4 separate regions of the Mus musculus genome follow, and all the other regions are linked to region 2. Evidence: chromatin contacts called from public HiChIP or PLAC-seq, capture Hi-C and promoter capture Hi-C data. All regions are on one chromosome and are shown on one strand. Each heading gives the region's core, a stretch centred on a gene start, on an enhancer-like site or on the middle of the called end of the contact. The rest is flanking DNA. Distances are from core to core; before and after follow the strand shown. Region 1 holds the start of Tmem248 (transmembrane protein 248). Region 2 holds the start of Stx2 (syntaxin 2). Region 3 has its middle 11 kb from the start of Rabgef1. Region 4 holds the start of Crcp (calcitonin gene-related peptide-receptor component protein).

Region 1 (7,062 bases), core at 917-3,416, 1.2 Mb after region 2:
TCCTTTGGCTCCACCGTCTCTAAGCCTGTTTTTCTTTGAGATAGAATATTCTGCCTCCCTCTTAAGACTCCTTTTATTCCAAGCTTGTTATTTACCCCGTCTCCAGATTTCCTTGCAACCTGGGAGTTAGTGACAGTGACATAAACAGGCTACCAAAAATGAACAAGATGATGTCATCCCATTCTGATTTTTTTTTCCTCTCTCTTTTAAGCCATTTTTCTGTGGTCTATATTTATCTTAGTTACTGTTCTGTTGCTGTGGAGAGACACCAGGACCAGGAAATCTCTTATAAAAGAAGGTCTTTAATTGGGGGCTTGCTTACAGTTTCAGAGGGTCAGTTCATGATCACCATGGAGGGAAGCAGACAGGCAGGGTGCTGAGGCAGTAGCTGAGAGATTTACCTCTTGATCTATAGGCAGCAAGTAGGGAGAGACGAGAAGATAGTGGGCCTGGCAGGGACTTTTGAAACCTCAAAATCACTCCCAGTGACACAGCTCCTTCAACAAGGCCACACCTCCTAAATCCTTCCCAAACAGTTCCTCTAACTAGGGACCAAGCATTCAAGCATATGGGCCGATGGGGTCCATTTTCATTCAGTCCACTTCAATATTTGCTAGATTATAAGCACTAAATAAAAATAACAAGAACTGTTGTCAGTCAGCCCTTGTAAAGAGTACAGAAGACACTCTGTCTAAAAAAACCTCTCAGCAGCTTCTCCAGCCTCCTAGGTTTAAGGCCTTCCTTATCTGAGTTCTGCTTGATGTCATAGACATCGATTTGATCACGTTTTACTGTGTATTTCTGCCTTTCTACCTGCTCCTTGCACTTATTCAAAACCAAAAGCATAGCAGTGGTAGCTCATTGTCTGGAATGAGAGCACACACATGCTGTGCACACACAGACATACACATGCAGATGTCTTCTATACGATTTCCCTGGAACTATTTGGCTTTGAGGTTCTGGAGGAGACAAGCATCAGAGTTCCACTTACACATTCTATGGGAAGCCATCATCCATTCTGGGTGAGGACTTTCCAGTGTAGTTGCTTTGAGGTCACTCACCCTGCTGGCAGTAACCTCTTGCCTATGCTCTGTAAGTAAGCCAGATACATTTACTGGCATTCCAGGGGGAACTTTGGTTTGTCACCGAGACCTTAGGAAAAGGGGATAAACATCGCATAGTCTTTACCTAAGGAGAAAATTCTCACAAATGTTCTCATGTCTCATGGCACACCTTTAATCCCAGCACTTATGGATCTTTGAGTTTGAGACCAGCTTGGGTCACATAGTGAGTTTTAAGTCAGCCAGGGATGGATTGAAAGACCTTATCTCTTTTGTTTGTTGGTTGGTTTGGTTTTTTTTTTTTTTTTCAAGACAGGCTTTGTTTAGCCCCAGCTTCCTGGAACTCATTCTGCAGACCAGGCTGGCCTCAAATGCAAAGATCTATCTGCCTCTGACTCTTGAATGCTGGGATCAAAGGACAACCTTCCCACTGCCCAGCAACCGTGTCTTTAAAGAACAACAAAAAAAGTCAAGACCAGACAAATGGATAAGTGTAACTGATCTCCTGGGTTTTCAATAATCATGTACAAAGGTCAGTATTAATGTGGTTAGAGGAATTTAAAAAGGATAATATTTTGCTGCTTCTAAGGTCAGCTAGGTCCTTGGGGACTGAGACATGGCTTGAAATGAATTGTCCTGTTGTCCAGAAACGCGACAGATTCCCATCCAGTGGATCCTAGAGTCCCGTCTACAGAGAGGAGGGTGGTATTAGTGTGCTCAAACACCATGACTAAGGTAGTTGGCTCCTCATTGGGCTCCAGAGAGAACAGGAAGCCAGCTCTTGCCATCCACGAGACCCCTGTGTCAAAACAAAAAATTCCAACAAAAATAAACGAAAATCGTGTCCTCTTTACTATCTCACGCCATACACACCAAGACCTGCAGAAGCACTTCGGGACGGAACCGAGCAAGCTCACGGCAGTTCGCGAATGCGAGTGATAAATTTCAGGCAGCTCCGTGTATGCTTTTCCCATTTGCAAAACGAAGACAGTCTGCTTCTCCTCCTAACCCCGACCCCACCCGCCGCTCGCCCCGGAGCAATTCTGTCCCTTCCGCGCCGCCGTCGCGCGCGGGCGGGGTCAGAGGTCACGGCGGCGTTAGTGGTGACGTGGTTTTCTGCCTTCACCCGGAAAGCCCGGCGTTCGCAGCGCGCGGAGCCGGCGTCCCGTTGGCGCGCTCTGGCCTGGCTTCGGGTCGTCGCTTCGGCCCCGAGGAGCCGCTCGCTGTCTCCGGAGCGGCGGAGAGGATGGTGCGGGGCAGCCCGGGGCCCGCCGCGCGCCGCCGCGAGTGAACAGGGCCAGGCCGCGGGCGTCCGCGGGCTCGAGCCGCCAGTCTGCGGGGCGGTGAGTAGGAGACGGGGTCGTAATCGCGGGCGCATGGGCCGGGACCGGGGACCCTGAACCCGGGGCCCACGGCGTGCTGGGCGGATCGGTGCGCAGGCTCTCCCAGCCACCCCAGCTCCGTTCACTCCTCTATTAGCTGACCCGGTCCTGTTCCATCCTCCCGAGGCCTGCGGAGTCCTGCTCCCTCAGTCAAGGCTTGTATAGGTCGGCTGAATAAGGCTGCGTGGACCTACTAGCATCCTTTGCAAGTTTTAGAAAAAAAAATGATTGTTTTGGAAAATTATTTACATGATGTGTTTGTATTATCTTGTCTGCGCACGTGAGCGCAAATACCCACCGACTCCAGAAGAGGGCGTTGTGTCCTTAGACCCAGAGTTACACTCCATTGGTAGCTGCCTGATGATGGGGTTGCTGAGAACTTAACTCTGGTCCTCAGGAATAGCAGGTATTCTTAACCCCGTAGCCATCTTTCCAACTTCTCTGTGTGTGTGTGTGTGTGTGTGTGTGTGTGTGTGTGTGTGTGTGTGTGACAGAGAGAGAGAGAGAGAGAGAGAGAGAGAGAGAGTGAGAGTGAGAGAGTGAGTGTGAGTGTGTGTGTGTGTTCAGTTTTAGATTTGTGACTTGACTTTGGGTTGTCAAAAATGTATCCAAAAGAGGGTTTAATGCAGCCTTAACTGGCTAGGATTTCCCTATGTAGACAAGACCCACCTTCAACACCGATCTTCCCGATTCAGACTCCGTAGTTCAGAGATATAGGCGTGGGCCACACTGCCAAGGTTTCACAGTGTAATAACGGTATTGTTTTGGTTTTAATCTGAATCCTGGAGTCTGGGGTCTCCTGCAGCCTTAGATAGTCCAAACCCACGACTCAGTCGAGGCTGACCTTGATTCTCTTAGACTCCCTAGTGCTGCCGTTGGCAGGTGTGCACTGCCATGCCGGTTAAGCCCGGCTAAAACATAATTTTTTTTTTTTTTTAAAGACAGGTCCACTGTGTAGTTCAGGCTGGCCTCCAACTCTCTGTGTAGCTTGAAGTTGTGATCCTCCTGCCTCAGCCTCATATTGGGGTGTTGTTAGCTGTGTGGTACCAGGCCCTGTTCACAGAGTAGTGGTAGCCTGGTGGCAAGGCTAGTCAATACTGGGACAGGGGGGTGATTTCTTACCTGTCCCATAGTTGTATAATACAACAAATCACGGGAGGATTTCCACATACTGTAAGACACACAGCTTTAGTTCTGATGCAGAGAATCCAGAGCTGTGAGTTTAACATAATGGAAATAACCTGAAGCCATGTCACAGTTCTGGAACTCGTATTTTCCCAGGCTTCTGTCGTTGCCTTGTCTGAACATTCTCAGGAGCCCATGGTTTTAAAGCTTCGTGTTTCCTTTTGACCCTTCTTCCCTCTCTCATCTAGTGCTCTCCTCTTTACACACGAGCATTAGAGAAAACTGGGCCTGATTTGGGGGTGGGGTGGAGTGGTCGGGGATACAGAGCACAGTGCAAGGGTGGTGGACCTACAGGATGGTTTTTGTCAGTATGGGAAGTCTGTAGAATTCTAATTATGGGCCAGACCTAGTGGCACACGCCTGTGATCCCAGATCCTTGTGAGCTGCCACTGGAGCTGCCACCAGCCCAACCCAGGTGCCCTGGAAGATTAACTGAGCCTTCTTTCTATCCCCACAGAACTTTAGTTAGACAGCTAAAGTGTTTATTGAAGACGGTGTCTCCGATGATGTAGTTGGTGTGTTCGAGGCATGTGGAATTGATTGGTGGGAAGCCCTCTTGCTGGGCCTGGTGTTGTGTGATAGCACAGTGAGTTAAATGAGAGTCCTCTGCCACTTACATGTCTGCTTGTATCATTGTACATTACCTAAGCTGTATGCTGACACGGAGACTGATACCCACCTAACAGTGTCGGAGAGATTAAAATACCTACCAGGGTGTGCTAAGCAGTTGTTAGGGTGTCCACTACATGGCATATGTTAAGTAGTTATTTTCTCCTTAGCCTCGTATAATCTGGTTCTGCCACAATCCACAATTAACTCTTGTGAAAGAGAGTGTTGTTTGTTTGTTTTAAATTTATTTATTTTATGTGTCTTAGTACACTGTCCTGTTGCTGTCTTCAGACACCCCAGAAGAGGGCATCGGATCCCCTTACAGATGGTTGTGGGCCACCATGTGGCTGCTAGGAATTGAACTCAGGACCTCTGGAAGAGCAGTCAGTGCTCTTAACCCCTGAGCCATCTCTCCAGCCCTGAAAGAGTTTCTTATATTGGTTGGTTTTTTTTTTTTTTTGGTTTTTCGAGACAGGGTTTCTCTGTATAGCCCTGGCGAGTTTCTTATATTGTTACTGACATCTTTAATTTTCTTTTCTCTGAATTTTTGGTCATGGTATTTAGTTTGTATATGTGTATGTGCATACCATGGTATGCATATGGAGGTCAAAGGACACGTATTTGAAGTCAGCTCTTTCCTCCATCTGCTTATGGGTCCCAGGGAGCATATTTATAGGCCACTAGGGTTGCAAGTCAAACACCTTTACCCCTGAGTGATCTCAACAACCCTTTTTAATTTTTATTTATTTTAACAGATTTATTATTATACATGAGTACACTGTAGCTGACTTCAGATGCACTACAAGAGGGTGTCAGGTCTCATTATGAGTGGTTGTGAGCTACCATGTGGTTGCAGGGATTTGAACTCAGGACCTTTGGAAGAGCAGTCAGTGTTCTCTTACCCACTGAGCCATTTCACTAGCCCTTGTTTTTATATTTCACTATTTTAAATATTCCTAAGTCAAGCAACTCAGTAGTTGAGCCTTTTTTTTTTTTTAGCCGTGGTTAGGATTTTAGAAATGGAGTCGCAGAAAAGCACAGGTGTGCTTTGTGTGCTTTGTGACACTGTGGAGTGTCACAAAGCTGACCCATGTCCTTTCAAGTGACTGTGTTCTTAGAACTTGAGGATTGTTGGAGCTGCCTTTTACCTAAGTTGTCTGCAGTTTGGCTTGGTTCTGGTGGCAGTGAAGTAGTCTAGGTAGCAACTGGTGACCTGCATTCGTCTTTCTTCTGTGCTTGAGGAGTCAGAGTTTGACTCTCTATCTGGTGTCCCTCCCCTCAGTCCTTGGACTTCTCAGACGCCATTTCCCAGCCTTCATTTCTCACTACCTGGTTGGAATGAACTTTGGGGGAAGTGGCCAGCCACAGCACCTGCTTCTCACTCCCAACGGAATGCAATGCTTGCTTGCTTATTTGTTTGTTTTTCCAGACAGGGTTTCTCTGTGTAGCCCTGGCTATCCTGGAACTTGCTCTAGGCCAGGCTGAGCTTGAAATCACAGAGATCGGCCTCTGCCTCCTGAGTTTTGGGAGGTGTGTACCACTACCATCCAGCTTGCATTTTTATTTAAAAGTAAGGCTTACTTTTTTTTTTCCCAAGACAAGGTTTCTCTGTATAGCTCTGACTGTTCTGGAACTCACTTTGTAGACCAGGCTGGCCTCGAACTCAGAAATTCACCTGCCTCTGCCTCCCAAGTTGCTGGGATTAAAGGCGTGCGCCACTATGCCCGGCAAGGCTTACAGAAACTTTTTTTTTCTTTCTTTCTTTCTTTCTTTCTTTCTTTCTTTCTTTCTTTCTCTCTCTCTCTCTCTCTCTCTCTCTCTCTCTCTCTTTCTCTCTTTCTTTCTTTCTTTCTCTCTTTCTTTCTTTCTTTCTTTCTTTCTTTCTTTCTTTCTTGGCAAGGCTTACAGAAACTTCTTTCTTTCTTTCTTTCTTTTTTCTTTTTTTTTTTTTTTTTAACTTAAAGGCAAGTCTTACTATGTAGCCCTAGCTGACCTGAAACTCTTTGTAGACCAAACTGGCCTCAGACTCACAGAGATTGGCCTACCTTTGCCTTTCTTGTAAGTGCTGGGACTAAAGTGTATACCATCATGCCTGGTTCAGAAAACCTTGCATCTCTTGGCTGATATAGCCTCTAATTTCCTATTTGAAAATGAGTGTGAATGGTAGAAAAGGTAGAGTTTTGGTAACTATTTAGAGTCTTGATAGTTTTGTTCAAAATGCTTTTGTGCCTGGCAGGGAGTTGCACCCTTGTAGCACCATATGATCCCAGCGCTTGGGAGGTGTAGGCAGGAGAGTCAGTTCAAGGCCTAAACTACATACTGTCTCCTGCCTAACTATAACTATAGCTATAGCTATAACTATAACTATAACTGTAACTATAACTATAGCTATAACTCCCCATCCGTACCTGGTTCTCATCATCCCTTTGCTATTAGATATTTTGAGCCAGAGACAGGTAAGAGTATTTCCCTACTCTTGAGTGATTTGCAGTTTGGAAAGACCAGACCACTGGAAAGTTTCAGAGGCGCAGCTCTTGAGCTGCCCTGGGTTCAGTCCCCAGCACTATATAGGTTGGGTGTGGTGGTACATTCCTGAAATGCCAGCCTGTGGAGGTGGTGGCAGGAGGATCTGAAGCCCAAAGTCCTCCTTGGCTACATAGCCAGTTCTAGTCCCACCTGAGTTACAAAACAACAAAACTACAAATAAAGGGCTGGAGCGATGCCTCAGAGGTTCAGAGTGCATGCTGCTTTCACAGGATTTGCCTTCAGGTCCCAGTGTCCATGCGAGCAGGCTGACAACCACCTATAACTCCACCTTTAGGGGA
Region 2 (7,203 bases), core at 2,039-4,538:
GAATGCATGAAAAAAAGGTCAACCTGCAAAGTTTGGCCACTTTGTGTGCAGCAGTAGAGAAGGACCTCGAAGCTGGTCGTGGTGGATGAAGTTGAGACGAACAAGGAGGACCCTCTCCTTGTGACGCACACAGCTAAATCACTGTTAAACAGGGTTAGGGACAATGACAGGCTCTTAGGGTTTTATCCTACGCATTCTCTCTTGTGTTCAGCTTCCTGTCAGCAAGCAAAGAAAGCCATTGGTGGATGAGGCAATTGTCTCTCTGTCCGGCTCTCTGTCTCTCTCCAGCTGCCTTAAGCAACAGCACTGGCAGTCAACCAGCCATCTGGACTACCCTAGGCCAGCACCAGCCATGTGCAACATTGCACGCTCTGAGAAACCTATACAATGCCAGCAGCTGAGTGCCCCAGCTCCTAAGGGTACAGCCTCTACCAGGGTTTTCAGTCCCCACTCAACTTTCTCCTACCACAAGCCTTTGTGAACTTGTGGTAACCCTGTAACCATTTCCCCCCCCCCAAATCAGTGGGTGGATCCCGAAGAGGCAGTGTTGGGGTGGTGCAAACACAAACTTTCCTTGGCAAAGGAGGTCTGTGATGGGTCCGCACTTCTCCGGTCTATATAACCAGGCTGTCCAGCTCATTTGGTGAGTGCCCTGTACAGGCTTCTTTCAAGTGGTCTTGCTCCACCCGCTCGCAGTGGTGAGGGGACTGGTGGTGTGGAGAAAGGCAGATGCAGCAAGCTCTCACAGTGGAGTAGAGGGCCTGAAAGCACATTGAGTCGCAGCAGCCATAGGGGAGAAACCTGGAGACAAGGGTCAGCAGCAGCAGCAGCAGCAGCGGCAGCACAAGGGTCAGTGATTGCATAGAAGGAAACGGATCAACAGCTCTAGGGAGTAACAGGAAGGCGCAGAGGACTGTCAGAGTTGAGGCCGGAGGCGCACAGCACGGAAGCGCTTAAAGGCCAGAGAAGCAGGGGCTAGAGAGACAGCTCAGTGGTTAAGATTGCTCTTCCAGAGGATCAGGACTCAATTCCCAACACTTACACGACAGTGCCTAACTTTCTCTGACCCCAGGAACCAACACTCTCACACAGACACACGTGCCGGCAAAACACCAATGCACGTCAAATAGAAAAATAAATAAATTATTTAAAAAGGAAGTGGTGGTGACAGAGAAGAGGATCCGGCACCTAGTCACCGGAACAGTCCCAAAGAGCTGCCCAGGGACACTTGCTCTGGGTCCCACTCCTAGCACCTGAGCTGTGACACTACAGGGCGCCACCTGCTGCTGCTCTTCCAGGCGGTCCACAAAACCTGCCAAGAGTCCAGCGCTGGCAGTTTGCAAACTGCTCTCCTTCCCAGGTTTCCCCCTCAATCCAGCCAAGGGTCTCCCCCCCCCAACAAACTCCCCCAGGCCAGTGGGGGGGTCATAAAGCCTATCAGCACAGCAACACAGATGCTCCGTGTGTAGACATGTAAAAGCTGCTGTGCTCAAGGGAGCAGAGAACAGACTGGTTACAGGGTCTGGGAAGAATGGACGTGAGCAGCGCACACAGGTGGCTCTGGGGTCCGGCTGGATGGAAAAGACTGCCTTCCAACGTTCTGCATCGCAGTGCGTGGCTGTGGCTGATGCCTGCAGTAGCCAGTGAGGAGGGTCTTGAGGTTGTCTCTCTGTTTCTTAAGACAGGGTTTCTCTCTCTGTAGCCCTGGTTGTCTTGGAACTCACTCTGTAAACCAGGCTAGCCTTGAACTCAAAAGAGATCTGCCTGCCTCTGTCTCTCAAACGCTGGGATTAAAGGTGTGCGCCACCACAGCCTGGCTGGTCTTGAAGTTCTCATCCCAAAAGAATGATAAACACCTGAAAGGGTAGGGCCAAACGCCATGACTGGGCCTGCACTGTATATATGTTCTGAATGTCACATCTACCCCAAAACTGGGTACAATAACTGACCGCTGCAAATGCAGATATACTGTATACACACTCCCCGTTAAAAAGCTCAGCTTTTCTCTTCTCAAAATGCTCACTAGTGACTAAAAGCCTGTGTTAAAACGTAAATACAGTTCTGGCCCCCAGTGGGTAGTGCTGACCGAAGCAGGTACCTAGCCCCTGAGCTCCAGGTTTGTGTGGGGTGTCTGTGAGAGACTCAGCACAGCATTCTGTATCAGGCCATGAAATAAAGCAGTTAGAAAGGGTATCATCCAGGGTGGGGCAGGCAGTTGGAGAGGCTGTGATAAGAGCCTTGCAAAAAAAAAAAAAAAAAAAAAAAAACAGGCAGGCAGTCCAACATCAGCCCAAGCGCAGCCCTTGCTCCTTGCCTAAAACCCTGAGCCACACTCTCACCCACTGAAATCAACCCTGTCAGGTGGCCAAGAGGACTCCGACCCAAACATCGGTACACAGGAGTAGTGCCAGGGCAGGCGGAGAGGACTCACCTCAGACACCTACCAGCATCTGTGCCCAGAAGTGCCCTGTAAGATGCTCCCAGCACCGGCCCCGAACCTCTCCCACAGCCCATTCCTGGAGTCCCAACAAACTGTGACCCTTGGAACCCAAGGAAGACCAGGAGCCTTGTCGCAAGAATCGACTTGCATGCAGCCCTGACCAGGGTCTCCTGGAGACCTCCCAAGAATGCTCCTGAAGCCCCACCCTAACACCCCTGAAGACGCCAAGGACCCCAGAGCCCTTTCCCTGAGACTCTGCTCAGAAACACCGATTGGGTTCCTCTTGTGCATCTTGTGACTCTTGAAGAACCGAAAGCTCCCTGGGACCCTGCTAGGAGGCTGCCTGGATCCTTCCTGAAGACTACGCCCTGCCATCCCTGGAGACACCGAAGCCTCTGGAGGCCCCGGGGCTCCTAGAACCCTCTTATTAGATTCCCTCCTAGAGACGCTGCCCAGTTGCCTCCAGGGGCGTTCCTCCTCGGAGCTCCCTCCCCAGGTTCCCCTCCTGGACTCCCCTCCGTCCCCCTACTCAGACTCCTCCTAAGGTCTTGCTTCTGGACTCCCCTCCTTGCGTCTCTCCACCCCAACTCCCCAGGTTCTTCCTGGGGTTTTTGCCCGACCCACAACAGCTCGCCCGCCGGCTCAGACCGCTATGCGGCTTTCTGCTCACCGCCGTGAGGTCGGGCAGCCGGTCCCGCATCCCCACCGGCCAGCAGGGCGGGGCACCCGCCGCTCAGCTGCCCCGCCGCACACTCTCCGGTGGCCGCGTCGCCGCCTCTGCCTGCCGGGGTCCTGGCCCCGCGCCGCCGCCCTCCCTCGGGCAGGCGCTGCCACGGCAACCGCGCCCGCGCTCTCTGCGCTTGCGCCTGCCCCACCCCCTCCCGCGGGACCCAAGGCACCTGGGCGGGTCGTCGCGAGGGGTGGGGAAGTGGGTGTGGTTCCATCTAGGGGCGGGGCCTGGCCTAAAGTCCTCTCGCTGCGTGGCTTGACTAGTTAACACACTGTCCATCCTTGCTGGTTTCTGCACTTTCGCTCGTTTTGTTTACTTAAAACTTTCGAGAGCTGGGGCTATAGGTCAGTGGTTAGCCTTTGCCCACCATGCCCTAGATTTAAAGCCCAACAGCGGAAAAAGCAAAATTCTAAATTCACCATTACAGCACACACTGACAGCAAAGGAATTAGAATAAGGTAGGCTCACCGATTGATCACCTAACCCTGAGAGCTCCACACCTGGGTCCTCAAAGAAAACCTGCAGGTCCCACCCTGGATGCAGTTCTGGTGGGAGAATCAGGCAAAGCGGTTGCTTTTCTGGTCACTGTGGCAGTCTACCCATCAAAAGCTAAGTAAGGGAGGAAGGATTTATATTGGCTCATGGTCTCAGGGGCTAAAGTTCATTGTGTCAGAAAAGTTATGGCTGCAGATGGCCGCCAATGTTGGGGGAGGGGGGGAAGAGGGGACATTAACCTTAACCCTTCACATTTTGGAGGGACAGGAGGCCAAGGCAGACATGACAGGTGTGGTCCAGGCTAGAGCCCTCGAGGGTAGATTGTCAGCCACTCACTTTCTACAGTGAGACCACCCTTCCTAAAAGTCCCACAACCTCCCAAAAGCCTGCCACCAGCTGAGAAACAAGTATTCCAACACAGGAGTCTGCAAAGACATTTCACAGTCAAATAACAACCCAGGAAAGGAGACCGATTAACACCTAACACCAGCACAGAGGTGTGCATAGGGTAGAGAGTGGGGAAGACCAGAGGTGTGCCCCTCCTAGAGAGCCAATACCCCAGTGATGGTAAAATTTGATTGTCACCAAAGAGAGAAGCCTCTGGGCTCCTTTAGGAGGGATTGTCTAGATTAGGGAAATTGACAAGGGGAAACTCTTCTTAACTGTGGGCAGCACCATCCCACGTTCTGGGGTCCTGATTCAAAAAGAGGAGGCAGTGAGCTGAGTGCCAGCATCCATCACTTTCTGCTTCCTGACTGTGGATGCCATGTGACCAGATACCTCAACCCGCTGACATAACTCTCCTACCATGACAGGCTCCAACTGTGAGGGAAAGTTACCCTATCCAACTTCCTCTCTCTCTCTCTCTCTCTCTCTCTCTCTCTCTCTCACACACACACACGCACACACACACACACACACATTTACTTATGGGTAGCACACATGTAGAGATGAGAGAACAACTTTCAGGATTTGGTTCTTTTCAACTATGTAGGTTCCTGAGACAGAACTCAGGCCAGGCTTGGTGGGAAATACTTCTAACTGCCGAGCCATCTCACCGGCCGGTGGCTTTCATTCTTAGCGTGTGAGCTAAGTCTCTGCAAGATGGGGCACACTTACCAGTACTGTGTCACAAATTTGCACGGGAGCCTATCCTTATGTTGGTGTTCCCCAAATATGAACCGAGTTGGACACGGTCTAGGACTAATGCTTCAGGCAGCAAGGCAGATCTGAGAAGAAAAAAGGAAGGAAGGAGGGAAGGAAAGATGGAGGGAGAAGAGAACTTTTTGTTTGTTTGTTTGTTTTCTGTTTTGTTTTTATTGTCGTCTTTTATTTTGGTTTTGGATTTGTCTTTTTCCAGACAGGGTTGTCTTTGTGTATTCCTGGCTGTCCTGGAACTAGAGCTGTAGACCAGGCTGGTCTTGAACTCACAGAGATCCACCTTTCTACCTCTCCTGAGTGCTGGGATTAAAGGTGTGTGCCACCATCTCCCGGCCAAGCATGTATATAATTTATAAAAAACATTTAAACTCTAAAGATAGAAGGCTTTAGGTCGTGAGGGCAGTCTTGTTTTGCTTTGTTTCTTTGAGACAAAGTCTCCAGGCTGGCCTCAAACCTCCCCCCCCCCCCACCCCCATGTAGCTGAGGATGACATGAACTTCTGACCCTCCTGCATTAGCCTTCTAAATGCTGGGATCTCAGACATGTCATACTATGTCTGGGAACAAAAGCAGGTTGAAGGTTACATTTCTATTCTGAGTGTGGCTCCTACCTGTAGTTACAGGATCTGGAGGCTGAAGCAGGAATGATACAAAATTGAGCCAACACAGACTACATAGTGTGAGACCCTGTTTCAACAACAACAACAACAATCTAGTTCTGTATTGTTTCAATGGGAAAACATGCTAAAAAAAAAAAAATCCAGGTAGCATGGAGACACTGTGGGGACCAAGAGAATGAAACAACTACAAAGTGATCTTTTTTTAAAAAATATATTTATTTATATTATTTACATATATGAATACATCATAGCTGTCTTATGGTAAGAAGAGAGCATCAGATCCCATTACAGATGGTTGTGGGCCACCATGTGGTTGTTGGGAATTGAACTTAGGGCCTTTGGAAGATTAGTCAGTGCTCTTAACCGCTGAGCCATCTCTCCAGCCCCTACTACTAAGTGATCTTAAAGTTGGGCTTCACATCTGAGACATGCTACCCACGCATATTGTAAACTATTGGGTTTTTTTTTTCCCCTAGTGCTGGCCCTTATTCATGCTGGGTGAACACTTCACCACTGAGCTGTACCCCCAGCTCTCTCTATAGTTTTCAGTTCTTAGACAGGGTCTCATCAGTTGCTCAGGCTGGCCTTGAATTTTCTCTGTAGCCCACACTGGCCTTGAATGTGTGATCCTTCTGGGTTTACAGGCTTGGATAGGAGTGTGGGAACTCCGTCTTGTAAGGGTTGTGTTACATCCGCAGACAGAGATGTTGGATTGTAACCCCCTCTCACTATGAATGGGACCTTTGAGAAGAAAGGACCATTTGCAGTTCAGCTTAATGTGAGATGAAGTCGTGACTCAGGGCTCTACTTCAGCAATAGTGTTCCTAGAGGAGGAGAGTGAGAGACAGACATGTAGACAGATAATACAGCAGGATGTGGTGACTGTGTCACTGCAGCCAGGTGGCTACAAACCAAGGGGTGGCCACGAATACCAGAAACTCAAAAGCCCAGGGGGGCAGCTGGGGACATATCCCCAGGAGCCTTCAAAGATAGCATGGCCTGCCCACTCCTGGGTTTCAGACTTTCAGAAACATCTCTGGCAGGGCTTGGTGGTGCAGGCATGTCACCCCAGGTTCTCAGAAGACAGGCAGGAGGAACCCAGGTTCCAGTCCAACCTGGGCTGCAGAGTGAATACAAGGATATTCTGGGAAATTTAATGAGATATTTGTCTCCAAGCGAAGTGTAACAAGATGGATGGCTGGAGGATGCAGCTCAGTAGGAGCGTTTGCCTAGCAACTGTGAGGCCTTCGGATTAATACCAGGGCGGGGTAGGGGATCCATTTCTGTCCTATTAAGGGTCCCAGTTTGTGGTATTTTGTTAAGCCAATGACACCTTGTAATTATCATATAAATAGCACAGTTATGCTGCGCATAGTGGCTGTTGACACAGCTTATTAAGAATCCACTTTCAAAATCAGGCATTGAAAATGTGTCACACATCTTGAAACTAAAAAAGCAAATGTTTGAGATAAATACACACTTGAGCATATGCTAGAAAGAACATATAATAGGATGCTATAGATTCATACACAAACACACACACACACACACACACACACACACAGATACACACACACACTTACATCTCTACCTATGAGCATCCCAGGCCCACCTCAACCTTTAAGAAGTCCTAGAACAGTTTTAGATTTTCTTCTGGTTACCTCTCCTTTCTTAAGACCAGATTCTTCTAAAGTGACATGGAACACAGAGTCAAAATACCCAGAAACTGCAAGAGTGTGGGCGGATAGCACACTGCTC
Region 3 (6,538 bases), core at 1,661-4,160, 1.2 Mb after region 2:
AAAAAGAAAAGAAATGTAGTCTCCCAGGTCAACCCAAACAGCAGAGCCCAGGATCAGGTTGGAGCAGTGATTGCCTTCGCTCCCCCTTGTACAGATCAATAGTTACCCTGCCTAGAAGACTTGAAGCACACAGACTCTAGGAAATGGCAGGACAGCGTCTTTAGGTAAGCATCCATGGTCCTAGCTACTTAGGAAGCTAAGGTCGGGGGATTGTTGATTCCAAGAGTTTTGAGGCTAGCTTGGGATACCAAACCAGCAATGTTTGCCTTTTTAACTTTTTAGCGTAGAAAATGTGGTTCACTCCAGAATAATTTGAGGCCCATTCAAGGGTGACAGTGGACAGTGACCAAAGGGACCATTGTAGAGGAAAACAGAATGGCCGGAGACAAATATCTTAGGTCACTCTGTAGACCAGGCTAGACTCAGAGGCCTACCAGCCTCTGCCTCCCAAGTACTGGGATTGGAAGTACATGCAGTATGCTTGGATGTTTTCTTCTTTTCAAGATTTCTATGTGTATGAGCGTTCTGTCTGTACCATGTGTGTACCAGCCAGGTACAAAGTATCTGAGACTGAAGTTACAGATGGTCTTGAGTTGCCTTGTGTGTGCTCAATAGCAAACCTGGCTTTTCTGGAAGACCATCCTATGCTTCTAACCATGGAGGGATCTTTTTTCCAGCCCCCCTCTGTGATGGTTTGCATATGCTCAGCCCAGGGACTGGCACTATTAGAAGGTATGACCCTGTTGGAGTAGGTGTGTCACAGTGGATGTGGGCTATGAGACCCTCTTCCTAGCTGCCTGGAAGCCAGTATTCTGCTAGCAGCCTTCAGATGAAGATGTAGAACTCTCAGCTCCTCCTGTACCATGCCTGCCTGGACACTGCCCTGTTCCCACCTTGATGATACTGGACTGAACCTCTGAATCTTTAAGTCAGTTCTATTTAAATATTGTCCTTATAAGACTTGCCTTGTTTGCCAGGCAGTGGTGGCACTTGCCTTTAATCCCAGCACTTGAGAGGCAGAGGCAGGCACATTTCTGAGTTTGAGGCCAGCCTGGTCTACAGAGTGAGTTCCAGGACAGCCAGGGCTACACAGAGAAACCCTGTCATGAAACAAGACAAAACAAAACAAAACAAAACAAAACAAAACAAACACAAACACAAAAAGACTTGCCTTGGTCATGGTGTCTGATCACAGCAGTAAAACCCTAAGACACCCTCCCTTTTCTTAGACACTCTCACTGTGGAGCTGTGGTTGTCCTTGAACTTATGGTCCTGCCCTTACTGCTGAGAGTAAGGGATGTACGGGATTACATGCTTGGCTTACCCCCACCCCCATTTCTCCTTTTAGTGCTGGGATTGAACCGACGACCCTGCATAATATGTCAAGTAAGCACTCTTAAACCAAACCATATCCTGGAGTGGGAGGGTGACCTTCCTAGCGAGTGGTGAATGGCTGGCCGGGCCTGAGGCCTGGGAAAGCCTGAGCTAGTGGAACCACAGCCCTCTGGAGCTAACTGCACATACACACTGGACATTTTGACATGTTAGGGGGTGTGTCCAGGATGTGGCCTGGCCCAGGGATAGGCTTACAAGGGTTGAGCTTGTCACTCAGACTGGAGATTTCTACTCTCCTGTGTGTTCCTTTGACTTTAGGAAGGTGTCTCTTTCTCTCTTTCTTTCTCTCTCTCTTTCTCTCTTTCTCTCTTTTCTTTCTCTTTCTTTCCTTCCTTCCTCTCTCTCTCTCTCTCTCTCTCTCTTTCTCTCTCTTTCTCTCTCTCTCTCTCTCTCTCTTTCTTTCTTTTTTTGAGGCAAGTGTTTCTCTGCGAAGCCTTGGTTGTCTGGGAATTCACTCTGTAGACCAGCTGGCATTGAACTCAGAGATCCACCTCCCTCTGCCTCTTGAGTGCTGGGATCAAAGTCGGGCGCCACCACCTCCCAAAAACTGGATTTCCCCACCAGTTTGTTTTGGGGTTGGCATGTTTACAGCACAATCCCTTAATATCTAACTGTTTATCCTTTGGTTTTTCCCTTCCTGTCCCTTCAGCTTTCTCTCTCTCTCTTCACCTCCTTCCTTTTCCTTCTTCTGATTTCCCTTCTCTGTGTTTTTGCTTGATTTTTAAAAAAATATTTATTTATTTATTTATTTATTTATTTATTTATTAGTTTATGTAAGTACACTGTAGCTGTCTTCAGACACTCCAGAAGAGGGAGTGTCAGATCTCATTACGGATGGTTGTGAGCCACCATGTGGTTGCTGGGATTTGAACTCAGGACCTTTGGAAGAGCAGTCAGCTCTCTTAACCGCTGAGCCATCTCACCAGCCCCTGATTTTTTTTTTTTTTTTTTGAGACAGGATCTTACTGTGTAGCCCAAGCTAGCCCCAGACTTGTAATAATCCTCCTGCCTCTGCCTGCTAAATGAGCACACTGTAGCTGTACAGACCTCTGCTCGCTCCAGTCGGCTCTGCTCACTCTGGCCTATTTATTTATTTATTATTCATTTATTATTATACATAAATACACTGTAGCTGACTTCTGGTGCACCACAAGAGGGTGTCAGATCTCATTACGGGTGGTTGTGAGCCATTAAGTGCTTGCTGGGATTTGAAGTCAGGACCTTCGAAAGAGCAGTCTGCTCTTACCCACTGAGTCATCTCTCCAGCCCAACACACAAGCCTGTTACCACGTGTGAGGAGGGTGCTGGGGAAGGGAGTAGTTACCCTAAGCAGGTCGAGATACACACTGCTGCTTCTCTGGTCGCCTCTGGAGCGTTCTTATTAGCTGTGAACTTCATTTCTTTCTTAGGGGAACACCTGATTCTAAACTAACAACTGAAAACTAACAATGTTACTATAGAATTCATACACTGGGGTTGCCTACAAGGTCCAGTAGCCAGAGTTGTACTTCCTCTTTCAAAATTCTCACACTCCCCAACACAAAAGAACAGCATGAACGGGCAGCTTAACCACTGAACTGCAAGGACTTCTACCAAATTGCTTTGTAAAACAGCTAGAGATCGCCAGGCATGGTGGTGCACACCTTTAATCCCAGCACTTGGGAGGCAGAGGCAGGCAGATTTCTGAGTTTGAGGCCAGCCTGGTCTACAGAGTGAGTGCCAGGACAGCCAGGGCTGCACAGAAAAACCCTGTCTTGAAAAACCAAAAAAAAAAAAAAAAAATACAGACAGAGATCCTGTACCCACACTTGAATGAATGAATGAATGAAACAGTTTTTAAACTACCTGAGATAATCATCTTAGAGAACAGTTTGATTTTGATCCTGAGATGGAGCAAAGGCATTCAGTAGGCTACACCAACGCTCTAAAACAGGTTCTCACCTGTGGGTCATGACCCCATTGGGGTGGGGGGTGGGGGAGTTGAACAACCTTTTCACAGGTCACCTAAGACCATCAGAAAAAAACCAAATATTTTTCTTAGGATTCATGACAGTAGCAAAATTAATTACAAAGTAGCAACAAAATAATGTGGTTGATGGTCACCACAGTATGAGGAACTTTGCATCAAAGGGTCACAGCATTAGGAAGGTTGAGAACCACTGATCTAAAACCTCCTCCTGATAGGCCCCTCCTCCTCAAGTCTCTGTCACCATTTGGCAGTGTCAAGCTGGATGAAGACAGGGTCTCGTCTCTTGTCCCCCAGACATGGCTCGTGCTGCCTAGCTGGTTTTGAAAGTCAGAATTGAGCCGGGCGTGGTGGCTCACGCCTTTAATCCCAGCACTCGGGAGGCAGAGGCAGGCTGATTTCTGAGTTCGAGACCAGCCTGGTCTACAAAGTGAGCTCCAGGACAGCCAGGGCTATACAGAGAAACCCTGTCTCGAAAAGCCAAAAAAAAAAAAAAAAAAAAAAAAAAAAGAAAGTTAGGATTGCACACTTTTCTTGCCTTCAGAGAAACCAGGATTATGGCTGCAGACCACCTTACCCAGATAAGGACCATGCCTCTAACAGCCATTTAAAGGGGACGTTTAAGACCCAAGGCATATCATTGTAAATAACCTTTTTCCACCTGACACCAAACAGAACCAGGGCCTTTGTGTACCAGGGGAAAACAGAGCTGCTGTGTGAAATACTTGGAACCTTCTAGAAACACTTCTTGATTGGCAGTGGAAACTAGAGTGGGAACTGGAATCAGATCCTGTGGAAATTTTTTAGTGTTTTCTGCCCTCCATGTTATAATTCCTCCTCCAACAGTGCATGACTTAGAGAAATCTCCTAATTGTTATAGCCTGGAATTTGATTTTGAATTTGAGGGTTTTTTTTTTTTTGAAGACTTATTTAATTTATATGAGTACACTGTAGTTGTCTTCAGACACACCAGAAAAGGACATCAGATCCCATTACAGATGATGGTGAGCCACTGTGTGGTTGCTGGGAATTGAACTCAGGACCTCCAGAGGAGCAGTCAGTGCTCTTAACCGCTGAGTCATCTCTTCAGCTCCCAAGTTTTTTGGTTTTTTGGTTTTTTTTAAAAGCTGGTCTCTTATACCCTAACCTGGCCGAAAACTTGCTGTATGGTGGCCCAGGGTAAACTTTGAACTCCTGATGTCCCTGACCACTTCCCACGTGCTGGGATGAGAAGTGTCACTATAATATCTTTTGCTTGTTCCTGTTGAGACAGGGTCACACTGTTCCTTGACTGGCCTGGAACTCATGGCAGTCCTCCTGCCTCATTCTTCCGAGTGCCAGGATTACAGTTGTGAAATACCATACCTCACCACTGGTTTATTTTCAGACAGGGTCTCATGTGTCCCAGGCAGGACTTGAACTCACGGCGTCGTCAAGGATGCCCGTTAGTTCCTAATCTTCCCGCCTGGACTGCAGACATGAATCACCATGCCTGGTTTATATAGTGCAAGACATGGAGCATAAGTCTTTGTGAGCGGTGGGCAAGCAGCAGCAGCCTCCCCCCAGTTTTTAAACTCTTTTTTGAAACCGGTTGTTACATAGCCTGAGCTAGCCTCCCAAGTAGCTGGCGTTGCAGGCATGTGTCTCTGGCACCCAGCTAGACCCTGATACCCTTGCTGTTCTATTTTGCTTCTACTTTATTCACTGGGGTGGCACACGTGCACCACAGCATGTGGTCAGAAGAGAACCTGATGTTAGCTCTGCATGGTGGGGGCTCTCAGGAGACCCTCTCATTAGCTTTCCTGCACTCTCTCAGATAGACCTGTGCATTCTGCCGTTCTGTACTGTGTACGTATGTGTGATGGTTTGTATATGCTTGGCTCAGGGAGTGGTACTATTAGGGGGTGTGGCCTTGTTGGAGTAGGTGTGTCACTGTGGGCATGGGCTTTAAGACCTTCCCCCTGGCTTCCTAGAAGTCTGTGTTCTGCTAGCAGTCTTCAGATGAAGATGTAGAACTCTCAGCTTCTCCTGCACCGTGTCTGCCTGGATGCTGCCATGCTCCTGCCTTGAGGATAATGGCTGTAAGCCAGCCCCAATTAAATGTTGTCCTTATAAGAATTGCCTTTTTCATGCTGTCTGTTCACAGCAGTACAACCCTAACTAAGACAGTATGTGAAGCAGTATTCTCAGCATTGGAGAGTATTGTAAAATCAAAATATTAACTCTGAAAAATCACAGGAGATGCTCTATGCAGCATCAAATATTCAGCTAAGATTTAGTTTAGTTTAGTTTTGTTTTGTTTTGTTTTGTTTTGTTTTGTTTTTGACAGGGTTTCTCTGTCAAACTCAGAAATCCGCCTGCCTCTGCCTCCCAAGTGCTGGGATTAAAGGTGTGCACCACCACCGCCCGGCTAAGATTTAGTTCTTTATGCATCTCACTAGAATGCAAGGTTGCCTTCATCTTTTATAAATAGTAAAATTAGCTGGGCGTGGTGGCACTTGCCTTTAATCCCAGCTCTCAGGAGTCAGAAGCAGACAGATTTCTGAGTTCGAGGCCAGCCTGGTCTACAAAGTGAGTTCCAGGACAGCCAGGGAGGGCTACACAGAGAAACCCTGTCTCGGAAAAAAAAAAAAAAAAAAAAAAAAAAGGGAAAATTACATAAAATTATATGTGTGTGTATATAGTGTATATGTATATTTACACATTTGTGCATATATCTATACATATATACATATATACATACACACACTAAAGTATACACACTTTAGTGTATATCACACACTAAAGAATTATTCTCAGAATTTTAAAAAAGATTTATTTATTTATTTTATGTGTATGAGTACACTGTAGCTGTCTTCAGACACACCAGAAGAGGGCATCAGATCCCATTACATGTGGTTGTGAGCCATCATGTGGTTTCTGGGAATTGAACTCAGGACCTCTAGAAGAGCTGTCAGTGCTTTTAACCACTGAGCCATCTCTCCAGCCCTCAAATTCTTTTATGATTTATTTTTAGTAAATGTCTAGCTTGTGAACTATTCCATATATCCAGTTATATATAATGTCAAGCCCCACCTCTAGGGATCAGGAGGAAAAAAATTTTAAGAAGCTTTGGTCTGGAGTTGGGATAGAGGCCAAATGAAGAATTCCTTTCTCTCTCTGAATTTGAGGTCCAGT
Region 4 (6,646 bases), core at 2,115-4,614, 1.0 Mb after region 2:
CACGTGGGCATCCATGGAACTGGAGTTACAGACGACAGTGAGCCTCTGTATTCGGCAAGCTGGAAACTGAAACTGGATTCTCTGCAAGAGCAACACATCCTCTTAACCCCGGAGCCATCCCTACAGCCCCTTATGGACTATGGACGTTTTTAATCACCAACAGACCAGAGATGCTAGAGATAGCCAAGATGGGACTGGGAACATTCGAGGAGCATGCTCAGTAGTTGCTAGAATGTCTGTATCACACAATGCAGGACTTTAATCAAACTTCCATGCCTTGTGTAGAAACAAGTTTTCAAAATCATGCCAAATAGACCTAGATTATAGTAAGTGCTTAAGAGTTCTGGTATGGTTGGGCGTGGTGGCGCATGCCTTTAATCCCAGCACTTGGGAGGCAGAGGCAGACAGATTTCTGAGTTCTTAGTTCAAGGCCAGCCTGGTCTACAGAGTGAGTTCCAGGACAGCCAGGGCTACACAGAGAAACCCTGTCTTGAAAAACCAAAAAAAAAAAAAAAAGAGTTCTGGAATGGCTCAGAAATAGAGCACTCGCTTAGAATCTATGAAATGAGAAGGGCATGGCTCAGCACTGGACACTCGTCTAGAATCACCCAGGGAGGATTTGGAGTTTGGCTTGGCATTAGAGTGCCTGTCAAAAGAAGCTGGTGGCATGTCTCAGAGTAGAGCCCTCTCAGAGCAAGAGGGAGTCTTAGTTCACTCTCACCCTGTGAGCGTCAGCCTAGGAAACCTCAAGCTCTGGTTTGTATCCAAAGAGCAGAGAAAGTTTAGGAAACCTTAGGAGAAGCCTTGGGATACAGTTGGTCGAGTGCTTGCTTAGCATGCATGAAGCTCAGGGCTTGAATCTTAATCCTGCTTAAAGCTAGCATAGTGGTTCATGCCTGGGATCTCAGCTGTCAGGGGGTGGAAGCTGGGTCAGGAGTTTCAGATCTATTCAGGTTTATCCTCACTTGCATAGGTGAGTTCATGGTGGGACTAGGCTATATGAGATCCTGTGTCAAATAACTGAAACAAATGAAAAATATTTAGGAGAGTTAACTAGAGCTCTCTCTCTCTCTCTCTCTCTTGGTTTTTCAAGACAAACCAAAGAGAGACTGGTTCCAAGGGCTGGAGGTGACATGTGTGTGCCAAGACACCTGGCAATATCTTGAATTCTAACATATTGTAGGCACTGTGTTAAATATTTTATATGGATAGCCTTTTTAAGTTCTCATGGAGCATATCTAGAAGGTGGCCCTGATAATCGCCACGCTCCTCAAGGTGAGGAAAGGAGAGTCTGGGAGAGTAGGAGACACAGAGGCAGGAAGTGTAAAGATTAGCATCTCACATGCAATATCTGCCCATCTGCCCGGGAAAGCTCTCCAAGATCTGGCTAGTCACCCGAGGGATCACATTAATGAACAACCCACTAACAGGGTTGCCCCTGAGCCTCACATGACAATCACCCGCCTTTCCAGTCCTTTGGATGAAAACAAAGGGCAAGGAAAGGCTGGCAATGCAGATCACTAAGGAAGTGCTTTCCCAAGCATCCCCAGCACTGCTTGGGAGGGAGAGGCAGGAGGACAGAGAGTTCAAAGGAATCCTTGTCTACATAGCCAGTCTGAGGTCAGCCTGGGCTCCTTAAGACCTTGACTCAAAACAAACAAACTCAAACAAAAACCAGATAGTTCAGGACACTCACTGATGTATCAACCAGGTTGAGCTCACTGCCCAGGTGTCTAGGTGGATGCCATTTGAACATGGGTGCCAGCCAACTCCCCTACTTGCATTCATCTCTGAACCAATTTATGGCGGTGCTCTCCGAGGCACTAGCCTGTCTTCCACGAGTCTATCTCTGAAGCCTTGGTTTTGAACGATCCTCTTTCAATGCACCTCAAACACTCTTGGCTTTGGGACGCCTCTTTGTCCTTGTTAGTCATTCCCCTGACTGTGCTGGAGTCTAAACACAGTGTGTTATTTATGCCCTGAACTGGTCCTCCAACTGGGCTGTCAGCTAGCTTGGAGAGTGTGTATTATTCACATCTGAATCACCAGCACCCAGTGGGCAATCACGGTAAGACTGTTGAGCGAGTAACACCATGAACACCATTGTGGGACCCATTCTCCTCAAGACAGGTACAGGGCACCATTCAGTCTTACGTTATGATGACATTTTATTTACTTGATAATTTTTTAATTTAATTTTTTCTTATTTTCAAATACCATCATTCTTGGATGTACCTGTTGAACACACACACACACACACACACACACACACATGTGTTGGTTTTTATGAGACAGAGTTTTCTTTTCTTTTTGTTTTTTTGAGACAGGGTTTCTCTGTGTAGCCCTGGCTGTCCTGGAACTCACTCTGTAGACCAGGCTGCCTTGAACTAAGAACTCAGAAATCTGTCTGTCTCTGCCTCCAAAGTGCTGGGATTAAAGGCATGTGCCACCATACCAGCCAGACACCCTCTATTTCTAATACATTATCCCCTGCAAACCATTTTAACACTCACACCAATCTCAGCACTGGGAGGCAGAGGCAGGCAGATCTCTGAGTCTGAAAGGCTACTTAATGAAAATCTGTCTCTCCCCCCCAACTCCCAATTTTTAACGGTTGTATGGGAAACGGGATCTCTACATAGCCTACGTTGACTAGAATTCACCATGTTGCCCAAGCTGTCCTCAAACTCAAGGCATTCCACCTGCCTCAGCTTCCTACGTGCTTAAACCATTCCCCCAGTTCTATTTCTGTCTGTTGAGACTGGGTTTCTCTTTTCTCTGCCTCCTTCTTTCCCCCTTGTTGGAATTAGAGGCTTGTGCTACCTTGCCTGGCTTATGTTTTTTGTTTTGTTTCATTTTGTTTGGTTTTTTTTTTTTTTTTTTTTTTGGTTTTGTTTTCTGTTTTTTTGAGACAGGGTTTCTCTATGTAGCCCTGGTTGTCCTGGAACTCACTTTGTAGACCAGGCTGGCCTCGAACTCAGAAATCCGCCTGCCTCTGCCTCCCAAGTGCTGGGATTAAAGGCGTGCGCCACCACTGGCCGGCATGTGTTTTTTGTTTTTAACAAAAACAAAAACACAAAGTCTCAAATAGCCCCCATGGCTTGAAAGTCATTATGTAGCTCAGGCTGGCCAGAAACTCCTAACACTTCTCCTGCCTCAGCCTCTCTACTGCTGGGTTTACAGGTATGAGCCAGTATGACCGGTTTAGGGATTTTAATGCGGCCAAGGCAAATCCTAACAAAACCTGCACTACGAAAACGCTCGACAGTCTGAAATTAGACCAGGATAGGGACACCTAGAATTAAGGAAGAACCGGGCGTGCCCCGCAGCGATCCCGGCATGCACCCCGGCGGTCCCAGCGTGCCTTGCGGCACACACACGGAACCGGTGAGCAGAGCAGCGCCGGCGCAACGTGAGACTCTTCTCACGGCGGTTGCGTACGCTGAGGCAGAGGCAACATGGAAGTGTAAGCGACACGACCAGGGGAAGCCAGGATCATCTGGGGACCGCGAAGCGGCCGGCGGCTAGACCTCGGGACCCGCGAGCAGGACGGGTGGGCGGGGTGCACGGGCCGGAAGTGCCTGGAAGTGGGGCGGCAGGGGAGGGACCCTGCTGCTTGGGAACTCGCTCGCCTCCCACATCTTTTGGGGAGGGGAATGTTGAAAGGATAGAGAGGTTTCCTTTTTTTCTTTCTTTTGGTTCTGGGAATGGATCCCAAGACCGTGCACGCGGTCTGGAAGTAGTGCGACCCAGAGATAACGTCCCAGTCATTATCATTACTATCTTGGGATGTGGACTTTGCATACGCTAGGGAAACACTCTACTACTGACTGAGTCATATTCCCAGCCAGCATCATCACCATCATCGTTTTGTGATGGTGGAAATGGTACCCAGGACTTTGCTGGGCAAAGGCTTTGCCACCGACCTGCATCGCCAGCCATTATCGCTATTGTTATTTTGGAAATTTGAGGAAGGTACCCAGGGTTGTGATCGTACTGGGTGTGCTAGTTTTCTTTCGGTTGCTGTGACAAACACCATGACCAAAGCAATTTAGGAATAGAAAGGTTTTTATTACATCTTACACTTCCAGGACACAGTCCATCATTGAGGGAAGTCAGGGCAGGAACTCGAGGCAGGAAACCGAAGCTTCAGAAACAGTTCAAGAACTCTGATGGCTGGTTTACTCTCTGGCATTTTCTAATTTTTGTTTGTTTGTTTGTTTGTTTGTTTTTTTGAGACAGGGTTTCTCTGTGTAGCCCTGGCTGTCCTGGAACTCACTTTGTAAACCAGGTTGGCCTCAAACTCAGAAATTCGTCTGCCTCTGCCTCCCAAGTGCTGGGATTAAAAGCCTGTGCCACCACCAGTTGGCCAGGTTGTACCCTCCTGCATCATTTAATAATCAAGACGATCCCTCATGGACATGCCCATAGACCAGCCTGATAAAAGGCAGTTTGTCATTGAAGCTTCGTCTCCTTTTGATGATTCCAAGCTGTTTCAAGTTGACAGTTAAGACCAACCAGAAAACCAGGCCAAGTTTCCCCCCCACTCCCTCCAGACAAGGTTTTTCGGTAGAGCTCTGGCTGTCCTGGACCACGCTTTTTAGACCAGGCTGGCCTTGAACTCAGATATCCATCTGCCTCTGCCTCCTGAGTGCTGGGACTAAAGGTGTGCGCCACTACCGCCTGGCAACTAGGCAGATTTCTGAACAGTACCCCCAGCTGTTGTTGGGATATACTCTTCTTCCTTCTCCTCATCATTATGGTCATCATTTTGTGATGTTGGGGATGGTACTCACAGTCTTACACATGCTTGGCAGGTACCACTGAATGACAGACACCTTCCACACCGTTATTATCATTGTTATTGTGATGATGATGTGGTGTGGTGCTGGGGATAGAACCTAGGGATGGTAAGCAGGTACTTTATTACTAACACACACACACACACACATACACACACACACACATATACACATACACACACGCACATACACGCACACACACACACACACACATATACACATACACACACGAACATACACACATATTCTCTCTCTCTCTCTCTCTCTCTCTCTCTCTCTCTCTCATGTGGTGTTTGGGATGGAAGGGACCTGAACATGCAGACAGTCACTCTACTAACAACAAAGCTACCTGTCAGCTTATTTTTCCACACTTTTTTTTTTTGTTTTTGTTTTTTTTTTGGGACAGGGTTTCTCTGTGTAGCCCTGGCTGTCCTGGAACTCACTCTGTAGCCCAGGCTGGCCTCAAACTCAGAAATCCGCCTGCCTCTGCCTCCCGAGCGCTGGGATTAAAGGTGTGCGCCACCACACCCGGCTCCCTGTGCCTTTTAATATATGGTCTACTATATAGTCAGAGTTGGGAAACTGGACCTCTTCTTCCTTTTACAGCTAGCACTTAGAAAGGAGAGGCAACAGATACATAACAAGCCAGCAATAGGCTTCAGATGAGAGTGCCTGTTGGCTGGCTGTGAGGTGGGAGGGAGCTCTAGGTGAAGTGTTCGTTGACTTCGATGCCTTCTGTTTTCTGGTATCAAAGGGTAGCTTTTCAGAACATGAATTGATGGCATGCTGCTTTTAAGCTTAGAAAAGTTTAGCAATTCTGTTCGTCACTCCGTCCCTAAGTCAGGTGTGTGGCAATTAATAGGCACTGCTCACTTGTTTGGTGTGTGCTTGTGTGTGCTTTTAAGGAAAGAGTGTCAATAGATCATTTTGTTCTGTGTATTCAGAACTCTGTTTTCCAAAATGCCTGTTTACTTCTGTTGAGCTGACTCAGCAAACTTTGCAGGGTAAATTTCAAATGGCAAGTCAGCTTCAGTTCACTAAGGAGTTGCTCAAGGGCACTGAATAACCACCCACCTACCGCACAGACTCCACAGTCTTTAAAATTCACTCGGACCCAGGGTCGTGCTCCTTAGGAGTGGGGGCAGGAGGAGCACAAGGCCGAGGGCAGCCGCAGCTGCAGAGCAGGTTCCAGGCCAGCCTGTGAGTCTGTCACAGTGAGAGCCTGTCTCAAAAACACACTGAAAAGGCCCAATCTGTACTGAGGCGATCCTGCCTCCACCGCCCTGTCCCCTTCTGCGCTGGCTTGAGTTGTCCGGCAGTGACTTGGAATGGCCAAGGTCACGTTTCTCAATCACGAAAGCAGAGAGCCGTGGGATTTGGAAATGACATTACCTGTGACTCAGATAGAGCCATTGGCCCTGAAGAGATCTCCCAGGAGCCGTGTTCCTCTGAGAGCGCAGCGAGTGTAACTCAATTTGGGGCAGAAACAGGAAGCCTGTGAGCTGCTTTCATGACATGTGGACATGATTTGATTTGACTTTTTAGTTTTTTAGTTTTTTTTTTTTTTTTTAAAGACAGGCTCTCATTTAGCTCACATTGACCTCCTCTGTGTAGCTGAGAATGACATTAAACTTCCAATAATTTTGCCTCCATCTCTACAGGCTGCCATGCCTGGTCTGTTTGGAACCAAGGCCCTTGTGCATGCCAGGCAGGCACTCTCCCAGCTGAGCTATGCGCCATTTTCCTTGTGTTAGATTCTTTCTGAAGAGACTACTCTGTGACTTGGGTGTGGTGTCTTTGGGATGCAGCAGGAGATTTGTGAAATTGCGGCTGTTTGCTGAGTT

Evidence for each region. HiChIP or PLAC-seq counts read pairs in DNA pulled down with a chosen protein or histone mark. Capture Hi-C pulls out chosen DNA fragments and counts their contacts.
Region 1: a contact with region 2 is called in a capture Hi-C map of macrophages, with 4 times the contacts expected there. The contact joins the promoter of Tmem248 here to the promoter of Stx2 in region 2. A contact is called at or near these places in 1 of 39 promoter capture datasets (embryonic stem cells), 1 of 484 Hi-C or Micro-C datasets (CD4 T cells), 1 of 115 datasets of contacts at active chromatin or transcription factors (pro-B cells) and 2 of 9 other capture datasets (liver and macrophages).
Region 3: a contact with region 2 is called in an H3K27ac HiChIP or PLAC-seq map of acute myeloid leukemia, with 6 times the contacts expected there. The contact joins the enhancer-like site here to the promoter of Stx2 in region 2. A contact is called at or near these places in 1 of 15 datasets of contacts at CTCF or cohesin (large pre-B cells), 5 of 484 Hi-C or Micro-C datasets (CD4 T cells, CD8 T cells, erythroblasts and 2 more), 3 of 115 datasets of contacts at active chromatin or transcription factors (acute myeloid leukemia, kidney and large pre-B cells) and 1 of 9 other capture datasets (liver).
Region 4: a promoter capture Hi-C map of liver shows a contact between it and region 2, with 4 times the contacts expected there. The contact joins the promoter of Crcp here to the promoter of Stx2 in region 2. A contact is called at or near these places in 3 of 39 promoter capture datasets (hippocampal neurons, liver and pre-B cells), 4 of 484 Hi-C or Micro-C datasets (B cells, the Ba/F3 cell line, CD4 T cells and 1 more), 2 of 115 datasets of contacts at active chromatin or transcription factors (embryonic stem cells and thymic regulatory T cells) and 3 of 9 other capture datasets (adipose tissue, liver and pancreatic islet).

The regions. Positions count from the first base shown.
Region 1 is chr5:130,220,169-130,227,230 of GRCm38.p6, forward strand. It overlaps Tmem248 (transmembrane protein 248), which reads left to right and starts at 2,167. Exons shown (of 7, transcript NM_027854.1): 1 at 2,167-2,404. It overlaps Gm6598 (a long non-coding RNA gene), which reads right to left and starts at 3,698. Exons shown (of 2, transcript XR_377119.4): 1 at 3,566-3,698; 2 at 1,550-1,860.
Region 2 is chr5:129,005,284-129,012,486 of GRCm38.p6, forward strand. It overlaps Stx2 (syntaxin 2), which reads right to left and starts at 3,289. Exons shown (of 11, transcript NM_007941.3): 1 at 3,111-3,289. The coding sequence starts at 3,140.
Region 3 is chr5:130,157,206-130,163,743 of GRCm38.p6, forward strand. No RefSeq gene overlaps it. Among named protein-coding and RNA genes, the nearest start is that of Rabgef1, 11 kb to the right of the region's middle. Within about 2 kb of position 2,911, at least 25 of the 459 cell types and tissues checked have an H3K27ac peak or open chromatin away from gene starts, as enhancers often do. A contact at or near this core is called in acute myeloid leukemia, where this site is marked.
Region 4 is chr5:130,025,942-130,032,587 of GRCm38.p6, forward strand. It overlaps Crcp (calcitonin gene-related peptide-receptor component protein), which reads left to right and starts at 3,365. Exons shown (of 6, transcript NM_007761.2): 1 at 3,365-3,466. The coding sequence starts at 3,459. Gm40334 (a long non-coding RNA gene) reads right to left here and starts at 2,167. Exons shown (of 3, transcript XR_868562.1): 1 at 1,697-2,167; 2 at 1-81.